3 separate regions of the Mus musculus genome follow, and all the other regions are linked to region 3. The links are chromatin contacts, called in public promoter capture Hi-C maps. All regions are on one chromosome and are shown on one strand. The core of a region is the stretch at or near the end of the contact, and the rest is flanking DNA. Distances in the headings are between cores, read along the strand shown.

Region 1 (3,593 bases), core at 502-3,001, 1.0 Mb before region 3:
TGAGACAGGGTCTCAGTAGGTAGCCCTGGCTGGCCTGGACCACATGGAGATCTACCTGCGGAGAGCTGGGATTAGGTTTGGGTCACCATGCCCTGCCTAGGAAAAGCAATTTTAAAGGACAATCTATTTCCCTAGGAAGTATCAAAAGGTGTGCAACATAAACAAAAGGTATGCGCAAGTGTGGACCTTCTGGAAAAAGGAACAAGTGTGACTCATCTTCATGGTGAGAAGCACCAGCTAGGAGCCCCAGCCACGGGTGGTTTGCTACAGGGGATTGTATTTAGAGCTGTTCGTAGCAGAGCGCAAGCCCCCAAACCCCAACCCTCTGGTTTAAGCAGTGGATCTACTGTAAGTGTCAGCCTCCTGGCCTTGGAAATGTCTGCAGTGAATTCTGTCCAAACTCCATCCTGTAATCTCTCCAGTTTCACTTTCCTCCACAGGAATATGAGCTCTGTCATTAAGGTTAGAAAGAAAGGGAAAAATCCCACCAGGGCCTTATCTCAGCCCTGAACACTTAGGAAAGGGTCTACACCTGCTCACTTACTAATAAAATCATTTTTGTGTGAAATAGATGGCTGGCTTTTAACTCAGTGGTAAAGGGTTTGACCTGGGCCAGACTCCCAGCTCAGGATAAAAACAAGGAAAATATATTGGGAAAACAAATTACCATACAAAAAGTGTAACCACTTATAACTATTTGAATGTTTCAAATAAGAATTGAGAATTGTCTCATAAAAGTATAAGATAGTTTGAAAAAAAAAACCACTTAAGATTTCAGAGTGAATATGAATAGACTTGGTTCAAAATCAGTCTTGTCTGCACAAGCCAAGAATTCCACAGAGCCTTGGGTTTCCCTGTAACATGAGGGTTCTACTAATCCTGCCTCACTAGGTTTCTGTGGGGGAGTACAGTGCCCAGCCAAGGGTCAGCAGTTAGGGAAAATTGTAAACCAGGGGTTCTCAGCCTTCCTAATGCCGTGGCCCCTTAGTTAAGTTCCTCATGTTATGGAGCCCCCAACCATAAAATGATTTCATTGCTACCTCATAACTAATTTTGCTACTGTTACAAATCATAATATAAATATCTCTGATATGCAGGATACCTGTTATGCAAACCCCGTGGAAGGGTCGCAGGAGGGGGTCGAGATCCACGGGTTGAGAATTACTGCAAAATGCTTTTGTTTATGTGCAGGGTGGAAAAAGTAAAAGATGAGTTCACATGGGCTAAAGCCAAAACTGTAGAAATCTCGGTAACTGAGTTGGAGTGTTCTAATTTGCTTACTTTCTTTGTGGAAATTGAAATTGCTTTTGCTTGTTTCGGATCCTAGGTTCCTAAAGGGAGAAAGACTATGGTGGAACCCTGTGGTGCAGAAACAACATGATCACACACAAGTTACTGCTGGAGTCTGTTTTGGTTGTTAGGGTGACATTTAGTTACTAGGAACCTGTGAAGAATGGTTTTGTCACTCCACAGTTACTAACGCAAACAAATCTGCCTCCACAGTTACCTGCTTGCCAAAGCCGCTGACTCTGGGTGGGCGGAGCCAAAGCTGTCTGTCCTGGGGGGGGGGGGGGGGGCGTTCTCTGGGCAGCTTCGGAGTTGCTGGGCAACTTCCTTGCTGGAACAGGAAGATTTCATTAATCTTTTCACTTCACTGAAAAAGAATTGTTTGGGTTCTCTTTAATTAGAAATTAGAAAGAGAGAGGGAGGGAGAGAGGAGGGGGCAGGGGAATCGGACCATTCTTGCCAAGGCAAGCCTCAACTTCCACGAAACTGTGAAGCCAGAGCAGTCCTGTGTTTGGAGCAGCAGGTATTGTGAGTCTTCTAATACTGGAGGGAGTTGGGCTCTAGAATTAACTGTACTGGAGCAGGTCACTGGCAGGGTGGTCATTTCTGCTTTGTTAGAGCTGGACTGGAGGGAAGTCAGCTTTGGGTGATGTAAGGTTGACGTGAGAGACACGCTACAGTAGACTATTCAGGATGGTGGCTTGAAAAACCCTGTGGGGTACCAGGGTAGGGACGGAACACCGCGGGCCTCATGCGTGCCTTGAATTCACGATCCTCCTGCCTCACCAAGTTTGTGCCACCATAGCCAGTTGATAAAGTAGTATTTTTAAGCCATAGCAAACTAAGATTAAACACAAGTTTGATTTTTTTCACAATGATTTATTATTTGTGGTTATGTGGATGTGGATGCCGTGTGTGTGTGTGAGTGCCCATGGAGGTCAGCGTATCAGATCTGGAGCTGAGGCAGTTCATGGGAGTGTCCCGGAGAGCTGCCCAAGCTCCTTACCCACTGAGCCATCTCACCAAAGACGCATGGGCGGGCAGATGCACGGCTGGAGTTATTGATGTGCCGTGAAGAACACCTGTTAGTGACTTCCTGAAGCGCTAGTGAGCGCTAACTGAAGCTGAGTCACTGAGCATTTCATAGATGTGACATATGGGTTAATGCCAGCTGGACCCTAGTCCTCTCCAAAAGAGCATCCAAGATGAAAGCTCTTCTTGGGCACCGCTGCATCTTTCTGTTAAAATGAGCTGAGGACGAATAAGAAACAATCACTTGCCCGAGAATGACTTACCGTGTAAATCAGTTAGCCCGACCAGTGCCCCCGAGGGTTGCTTGGATCCTGCCTGCTCGTCTCCAGGGAGCATTCCTCTTCCGGTGTCCTATCATACTTGATCAAGTGAGGAGAATTAGATGGAATCATTTCAGAGTAGTGGTTACGAAGCCTCTGATCTCCAGACACCCAACCTGGTGCCCTTTCAACTTACGACCCAGACTGTTGACCTGATCACGGACGGTCCTACGTTGTCACAGAGCTGCCTCAGAGCGTAAGAACAATAGAACAGCTTTCTTCTCTGCTGCTTTCTGCTAAAGTGGTTAAGTAGGCATTTACAAACCTCTCGGCATAGATAGTAATCATCACCGGGTGGGTGTGCAAACTGAGCACTCGAATTGCCTGTGACATTTAGTGTTTCTTGTATCAAACAGGAATTCGGTGAGTCTGTGTAAATAAGGAGACGACACCCAATAAGCCTGTGAAGGAAAGGGAAATCTAATTCCGTGGAAAGAAACTTTAGGCCACACACACATTGTTTCTCTAGGCTGTCCCCAAACTGGGAGTCCTCCTGCCTCCACTTCTGTAGTACTGGTACTGCAGGTGTGCACCACCACAGTGGGTTGAGGTGCAAATCTTGACCATTCTCTTCCGAGGCGTCTGTGGATTTGGCTTGTTGAGCTTTTCTTTGGTCTTCTGGCCTGTTTACTCTGCTGCCTCCCAGATCTAGTCTAGCTGTCTCTGCTAGGTGTTTTCTGTACCCAGCACACTTTTGTGTGGGGTTCCTTTGTTGAAACATCTCCTGGAGCACAAGCTAGCCTTGAGTTCACTGGTTATTTTTGTCTTCACATAGGCTGAGAGGTCTGAGCGCAAGTTTCTCTTTCTGCTCATCCTGTGGCATCCGGCACAGTGCTTGACCCAAAAGTGGCCTCTCACTGGGTGTTTGCTTGGTGATTGCATTTTGAAGATTACAGGAGGCTATTGTTTTGAGCACAGGGTTCCAACATCCAGGCCAAGCCCATTGGAGTTACT
Region 2 (3,933 bases), core at 162-2,661, 1.1 Mb before region 3:
AAAGGATGCCTAAAGTGTCAAACATTGCATGGATGGTTTATGAAAATAACCAGCTCTTGAGACCAACTTCAGACCCGCATGCACTCCCATGTTTATCCCTGGCTTTACAATGAGTACACCTGTAGCTGTAAAGGGTTGCACCACTTGGCTCCCAGTGGGTCGAATGCATGCAGGCGCGTACACACACACACACATACACCATCTAATTTTTGACATGTGTGACTAGCTCAAAGGCTGGGCACTCCTAAACCTTCCCTTAATAGCAAATGACCTCCTGCAGTATTCCTGAGACTCCTAAACTTCCGCCTGTCACCCTAATCCCCGAATTGGCCACTTTCCTGCATTCTTACATGGCTTGTTGGCTTTCTCTCCTGCAGCTCTTATGTCCCATCCTTCTCCCCCAAGTCTTCCTTCTCCTCCCTCCCCCACCTCTCGCCCTAGCCCATGCAAATCTAAGGGTCTTGCCCCATATCCCTTTGCCCAGCCATTGGCCGCTGGTATCTTTATTAATCGATCAAAAACCAATCGGGGACAAGGACCTTCAGCATTTGGACATGCAGATTCCCAATTTGAGGACCAGGTTATTTCAAAGCATTGGAACCAATCCCCAATATAGACCTGTCCTGAGAACTTCCCATCACAGCCCTTGCTGTGTCTGAATTTGTGCCCAGCCTCCCACCCCCACCCCCAAGGTCTCCACCTAAAAGTTTGTTTTAATGGGGTTTGGGTATTGCAGAGACCTATCGGGAATGAGCATAAATCACCTTTGCAGAAGAGTCTTTTTTGTGTGTGACGTAGGAAGTCAGAGCAAGGGCTTTCACATGGTAGGAAGCACTCCACCATTGAGCGACATTCCCAGAATGATTTAAACATGAACTTCAAAGAATTCCTCAGTTCTATGAAATTAATTGAAAACCAAGAATTCTACAATAAGGCTCACTGGTGGAGTACCAGTTAGGGATGTGCAAGGCCTGGCTGTAATGCAAAAAATGAAGACATATGAAATGGAAATTCCAAGATGCACTGTGATCACACCTGTAATCCCTGCTCTCCGGAGGCTGAGGAGGGAGGCTCTTAAGTTCATGATCTGGGTGCTTTGAGCAAGACCCACTCACAAAAACGAAATCGCTGACCATAAATTAACCAGCCACTGCAAACAGGTAGCAGACCCCACACATGACAGAGATTGAGTTCTCAAATTATCAAAGAAAAGTAAGTTTGTCGAGAGACTTTTCTGTAAGAATATGCTGCTAGCAAGCTACTTTTAGAATGACGGCTTTGCTTCTGTTTACCATTCCAGAGGACAGAGCCCACCAAGGTCGGGGGGGCAAGGCGGCTGGAGCTTGAGGCCCACCCAGCAGTTAGGAACAGGAAGTAGAACAGGAAGTGTGGCTAGGCGCTCCTCTCAAAGCCCGCCCCCAGTGATTACCTCCTAAAAGTTAGAGCATTCTTGGCTTGCTGGAGAGTGAGTGACTGAGACTCAAACTCAGCAACCTCTAAGAAAGTGAAGTCATGTCCAGTGAGATTAGAGAAAAACCGTCCTGTTCCGCCTGCCTCTGCAGGGAGTTTGGCTGCGCTTCCCACAGAGCTGACTCAGACGCTGAGGCAGGTGCTGGGCTTCAAGGAAGCAGAGACGCCACTCCCAGAGTGGAAGTGCAGGCTGAGGTATGAGAAGGCCGAAGCTGACTTCTGGGCCCCCGGAAATCAGGAACAAAGTATTGGGGGTCCACAGGGCCTCAATGGGGCTGGGACTGGGGGCACCCAAACTCATGGGCATCTGGGTGTCACTGAGTCTCGAGGAGTTGGGAACAGAGTCAGGGGCCTGCGGGCTGAGGACAGCATCTAGTCTGGGGTGGGGACCAAGGGGAGCTCTGGTTTAACTCAGCAGTGATTGTCCTTAGCTTTGTGGTGGTTGTGGCTTGAAGCGCAGAGAAGCCTTCTACAGGAGAATTAAGCGCGGTAGTCAAATGCCTTCTTCATGGCTCCCCACGGCAGATCTTGATGAAAGAGACAGTCCACTGTTCTAAGCTGTTTATTGACGACTGCTCATCGTGGAAAATGGATACATACCGTACCATGCCAACTTCTCGGGTGGACCCGAGATTAAATACCTTTTGCTGGGAGATAGAATGTCTGGAAAGGGAAGCTTATTGGCTAAACCCTCAGGGCCTGTAGGTACTTCATTAGCATGGAGAACTCTGTTCTGTGCCTACATGACCACAGATCAAGCTTCCTTATGTGTCGAGTGCGACTTGTATTCCAGGCCTGGAATCTGGCAGGGAGCGGTGGAGTTGCCTAAATCTCAGGTATATGTCCACCAGGTCTCTGGGTCTCAGACCCACTCTACCTTACCAAGCTTCTTGTCATGGTTTTACCATCCCACAGAGAAGCAATAGTCAAAATCAGTGACAGCTGGGACATTTCTCACACTGATGTAGGAAGGTTTTAGAAGATAAATAAATCCCAAATAGGGCTATGGAAAAAGAGAGTCACACCTAAACACACCATGACAGTTACTGCAAAGCTACAATAGTCCCCAGAGAGACAGCCAGCCAGCCATGCTGGGAAGGTGGAAGATAGAGAGAGCATCATAGTGCTTCCAACCCAGAACCAGACAGCAGCGTTACCTTTCTTCTTAAGACTGCTCAAGACTTACATTATTTTCCATTTGTATGTATGTGTGTATGTACAGGAATGTAGGTGGAGGCCATAGAGGCCAGAAGAACATAGCTGATCCCATGGACTTAGAGTTCCAGGGGGTTGGGAGCCATCTGATGTTTAAGTGCTGGGAACAGAACTCAGATCTTTTGCAGTACAGCAAGTGCTCTTAAAAGCTGAGCCATCTCTCCAGCTCCTGCACAATTAACTTTTAAAAGAATGTAAGAGAGATATTATGATGCAAAAATTAATAAAATTTGCCCTAATGCTAACTAATCTGGACTTTAAGATGCAGACTTTATGAAGGAGGAATGTAGATGCAGCAAGGAATGGTGAGGAGGCACGGTGGCTGGGCTTGGAGTGACAGGAAGCCGGCCCCGTCATGGAGGTGCAGTGTTCAGAGTATTCTTGGGACCAGCCACCACAGAAGGGAGGGAGGGAGGGAGGGAAGCAAGCAAGCAAGCAGGAAATGTGAATTTCAGAGTGGAGTGAAGTGTCAGGAAAGATTTCACAGGTCCCCCTGGGTTCTGGAGCTGAGGCTGTCCTTCAGGTACGTTATGTTAACGTTATGCTCATGTTATGTTGGAGCAAGAGGGGCCTGATACAGAGTCCCCAGAGCAGACAAGGCAACAATGGAAACAAATGCCATAAATGCCAAGTTGTTTAAGTGAAAAATGTATAAGTCCATTTATGTAAAGTTTAAAATCCATGAATACCAATACAGTAAAGGTGTGTGCCAGTGTACTACAGTGTTCCTTTAGCTATATGTATTGTATACAATTTTACTTTTATGTGTATGGGTTTGCCTGTGTGTATGTCTGTACACCATGTGTGTACCTGGTATCCTCAGAGGCCAGACGAGGGAGTCAGAGCCCTGGAGCTGTGGTTACAGTTCCCTGTCATGTGGATTCCGGGACCTGAACCCAGGTCTCTGAAAAAGCAGTCAGTGCTCTTAACTGCTGAGCCATCTCTATAGCCCTGTAAGCACAAATTGTGTCTTATAAAATCAAATTCTAAGATACTAAGAAGAAACCTGTTGATTACTCTTGTTTTCTTTTTGTGGTAGGGTCTTGATGCATAGCCCGCACTGACTTAAAAGTCACAATGCTATTACAGAAGAACTAAGTTTAGTTCCTAGAACCCACATCAGGCCGCACACAGCCATCTGTGTATCTATCTCTATAGGTGCCATGCCTCCTTCTGGTCTCTGAAGGCACCCACAGATACATATATATACATACATACATACATACATACATATGAATAAAAATAAAA
Region 3 (3,585 bases), core at 779-3,278:
CCAAAGATAAACAGATAACAGAGATAAACCAAGATAGCTGCTTCTCCCCGTAACTTTCCAACATTCCCCATGTTTGCTACATCTCGCCACCTCCATAGCTACCACCTGCCTGCCATTTTCAGACTGATCTCTGTTCCAGCATCCCACAGGGGACAGAGGTGAACTTCCCACAAACACCCCCAGTGACCCCCTGATTCTATGCATTCCAAACCTAAACACTGTGAGGCAGGCTCTAGTCACCAATAACCTGGAAGACAACCCCTTAGGTCTCCTTAAACAGGAGACAGCAGAAACAAAAGTTGTGGAGAATCACTCAGAAAGGGGAGATTATCAAAGACAGAGTGTTCAAGGGTGTCCACAGAGGAACAAAGGAGGCCAGACTCTTAAAAAAAATATCAAATCTCAGTTCAAATGTCTCCTTTGTTCACTTTTTGATCTTTCTTCATAGGTTCAAGGCCTGAATCAAATTGTATGACTTTCCTGAGCCCCAGACACTTTGAATTCAGTTTGTGCTGGCAGCACTTGACCCAGCATCCAGTGGAAGCCCTTGGCAAGGGTTTTGAAAGCTTAGCACAGCATCATGGGAACTGCATGGACACAGTGAGAAGGAGGTGTCTCTTTTAGAGTAACTAGCTAAGTCTTTATATAGGAGGTGCATTTCGGAGACAGAAAAAAGAGCTGTGTGCGTCCCAGAACATAAGAGAATTGCCTGTTAAGCAATGCCATGTGGGAAGACTGAGCGCAGGGCATATAAAAGTGGGGGAAGAAAATCACTGAAAGTAGTGGGGGTGTTAGAGTAGAGGAGCCAAAGGAAGAGCAGGCTGGTAAATGCAGGGGCCAGCTCGCAGGTGGGGGCTGGGTGCTCAGATGCCATCAAGAAAAACCCGACTCCAGGCAGCACAGCCAGCCTTGCTTCGGAGGATGGCACCGCAGTTGGAAGCAAGAGTGGCAGGTGTAAGGATGTGGCAAGCTCATATATCCAATTCCTAATCTTTTCAGTCCTAGGTACCACAGAGCTCCCAAAAGAAGGTGTAAGGTGAGGCTTCAACAACCAGAGGTTTAAACTGACCTACTCAATGAAGTGCGGGAAGTTAACAAGGCAAGGATCTGGCCCTGGAGCATCCGATTATTTCCCACTAAGTGGTGCTATGGGTTTGGCTTCTCACCCGGTGCCAGTTCCCACTGCTGGGTAGGGACTCTGGGGTCGGAGTGGGTGAAGGGGGCGGTGTCTGGATGCTACTGGAAGGCAGATCTTGACCATCACCTGGATGAGCCTTTCATAGTGTCTACCCATCCGGTTTTGTCCAGGCCTGGGTGGGGAAAACACAATGGCAAGCCATGCCTCCTTCCCTTTCAGCGCCCCCTCCCTTGCTGAAATGGGTGTGGTTGCTTGGTGCTCCTTTCCTAGAAGGAGGTCTGCCACAGTAGGCGCTCAGCAAACGTTAGTTGAATTTGCATGATCCCTGCTCAATTCCACTTCATTCTATAGGGATACTGAGTGAGACTACAGAAAGTTCCAGGGAGAGCTCAGCTAGAAGGAAATAGAAGAGTCTTGAGGTCCCAGTGGCCTGAGCAGAAGGCTCCCTAGCGCCATCTGGGTGCAGGCTCAACTCCAAGGTCCATGTCTGCATGGTTTGCAACTGACCTTCCTGCGGAGAAGCCCGCCCTGGGCACAGCAGCTCGGCTCTGGGGACGTCGTGCTCCCGCCACCCCGGGGCAGCACTCGGCGCCCACTGCGCACGTAGGTCACCTGCCTCCTTCTGGCTCCGCGTGGGGAGCCGGGCGCCGACAGTAGGTGTGTCCGGGGTGGCCCTGGGGAATCGCCGCGGCCCGGGGGTCCCGAGCCCGCGTGGCGCAACTCCATGCAAAGCCGTAGGCCCAGAAGCAGCGCGGCACCGAGCAGCCACCGGGGCAGGGCTCCACAACCACGCCCGGGAGGCTTGACAGTGGCCATGGCGGGGACCTCGACCTCCGGCTGTGCTCTGGGTCCCACCCTCAGCTCCCAGCCGCCTGCAGAGAAGCGTTCCCAACGGACCGGGCTGACAACTGTGGCAACTCCCCAGCGGCCCGCCTTCTTCCCTGCGACCGGGGAGGCCCCGGCGTAACCTTATCCTGCCCAGCCGCAGCAGGAAGAGCGAGGGGCGGTGGGCTAGGCGTGCACCCAGGCTGCCATAACAGGGCTGGGTGTCCTTAGGTGTGACCAGCCTGTAAAGTCTGGCTAGTGGGGAGAGCCAGAGTCAGAATAGAGCACGTTCCTCCGGGGCGCCTGAGCTTTGACTTCATTTGTTGGTGTTAGTATTAGACACAAGGAAAGAGGAGAGGTGAGCCGCCAGGTTTGGCCCCAAAGAAAAAGTTGTCAAGCAGTTTTTGCCACTAAGCATGATATAAAAATAATCATACTTATGCTCAGGTTTACAACTTCTCTCCCTCAAGGGGAGAGAGAGAGAGAGAGAGAGAGAGAGAGAGAGAGAGAGAGAGAGAGAGAGAGAGAGAGAGAGAGAATAGCACTCCGTACAGAGGAGAGAATAGCACTCCGTGCAGAAGAATCAAATTAGTTATTCAGTTTCTAAATTCTGCCCGAAGCCAGCCCATGCTTTCTCCCTCGGTGTTATGAAATGTGTGGGGGTGAAGGGAAGGGAGACAGCCAGCGAAGACATCTGACAGCGGGAAAGAGGGAACAGAAGTTACCATGGAGTGCTGGAAATCAAATTAATTTAGCTCCAAACACACACCTCCCTGCTGCCTGGCAGAAATGCAGAGGGACATATTTATCTCTGGGCAAAACGCTCCCTAGCCGGGATTGCCATTGTCACCTTGACCTTAATTAAAGAAATCTAGATGCTCATAGTTTGGACTCACAAATGGGGTTGGTATCCCACTTTTGTTAGGATTCTTTCCCTCCACCTGTTTAGGGTGACATTGATTTCTAGATTTACATTCAGGTTCTTTGGGATTCTTTTGTTTTTTTTAAACCATGGCCAGATACCCACCCCCAACACACACATGCACGCACACACACATACACACACGCACACATACACACACACACACACACACACAAGCATACATACATGCACATTACACACACACACAAGCACACATACACATCACACACACATACACACACATATGGATATATTTTCCATGCTTCTATGTAGGTTGTCTCTCTCCCTAGCCTGCGACACGGACAACAGAGATCTAGAATGAAGTCTGGCCACCTCCTCATTTGAATGTTGGGATTTTCCATAGGGAGCTCTGCTCTCTGAGATTCCCATTCCTTTTTGGCAGAATTATTCTTTGTCAGAGAGCATTAAACCTGTTTCCCCACAGTCACAGAACTTATCAGCCTAATCCAGTGCATTCCCTGGCCATCACCGGTCCTCAGGGGCTTGGAGGTTTTATTATGCTTGAAAGTATACACACGTGATGGGAATAGACAGACAGACAGACAGACAGATATCTACTTGCCCACCTCCAGGGAAATTGCAGCTAAAAGTCTTTATTAAGATTATAAACTTTCATTCACACAAGCTGAGAGAGACAGCCTCAAATCCTGCAGTTATTTACTTGAACTGTGTTTGATTC

Evidence for each region. Promoter capture Hi-C pulls out the DNA fragments that hold promoters and counts their contacts.
Region 1: a contact with region 3 is called in a promoter capture Hi-C map of cranial neural crest. The contact joins the promoter of Ccdc162 here to the promoter of Mettl24 in region 3. A contact is called at or near these places in 2 of 39 promoter capture datasets (cranial neural crest and liver).
Region 2: a promoter capture Hi-C map of embryonic stem cells shows a contact between it and region 3, with 4 times the contacts expected there. The contact joins the enhancer-like site here to the promoter of Mettl24 in region 3. A contact is called at or near these places in 7 of 39 promoter capture datasets (the 3T3-L1 cell line, embryonic stem cells, hippocampal neurons and 3 more).

The regions. Positions count from the first base shown.
Region 1 is chr10:41,714,621-41,718,213 of GRCm38.p6, reverse strand. It overlaps Ccdc162 (coiled-coil domain containing 162), which reads left to right and starts at 1,751. Exons shown (of 48, transcript NM_001358562.1): 1 at 1,751-1,810.
Region 2 is chr10:41,749,744-41,753,676 of GRCm38.p6, reverse strand. All of the region lies in intron 2 of Cep57l1 (centrosomal protein 57-like 1), which reads left to right. The region is part of intron 1 of BC048559 (cDNA sequence BC048559); the gene reads right to left. Among named protein-coding and RNA genes, the nearest start is that of BC048559, 5.0 kb to the right of the region's middle. Within about 2 kb of position 1,411, at least 76 of the 459 cell types and tissues checked have an H3K27ac peak or open chromatin away from gene starts, as enhancers often do. A contact at or near this core is called in embryonic stem cells, where this site is marked.
Region 3 is chr10:40,681,725-40,685,309 of GRCm38.p6, reverse strand. It overlaps Mettl24 (methyltransferase like 24), which reads right to left and starts at 2,028. Exons shown (of 5, transcript NM_177793.3): 1 at 1,646-2,028. The coding sequence starts at 1,954. It also overlaps a transcript of Ddo not described here.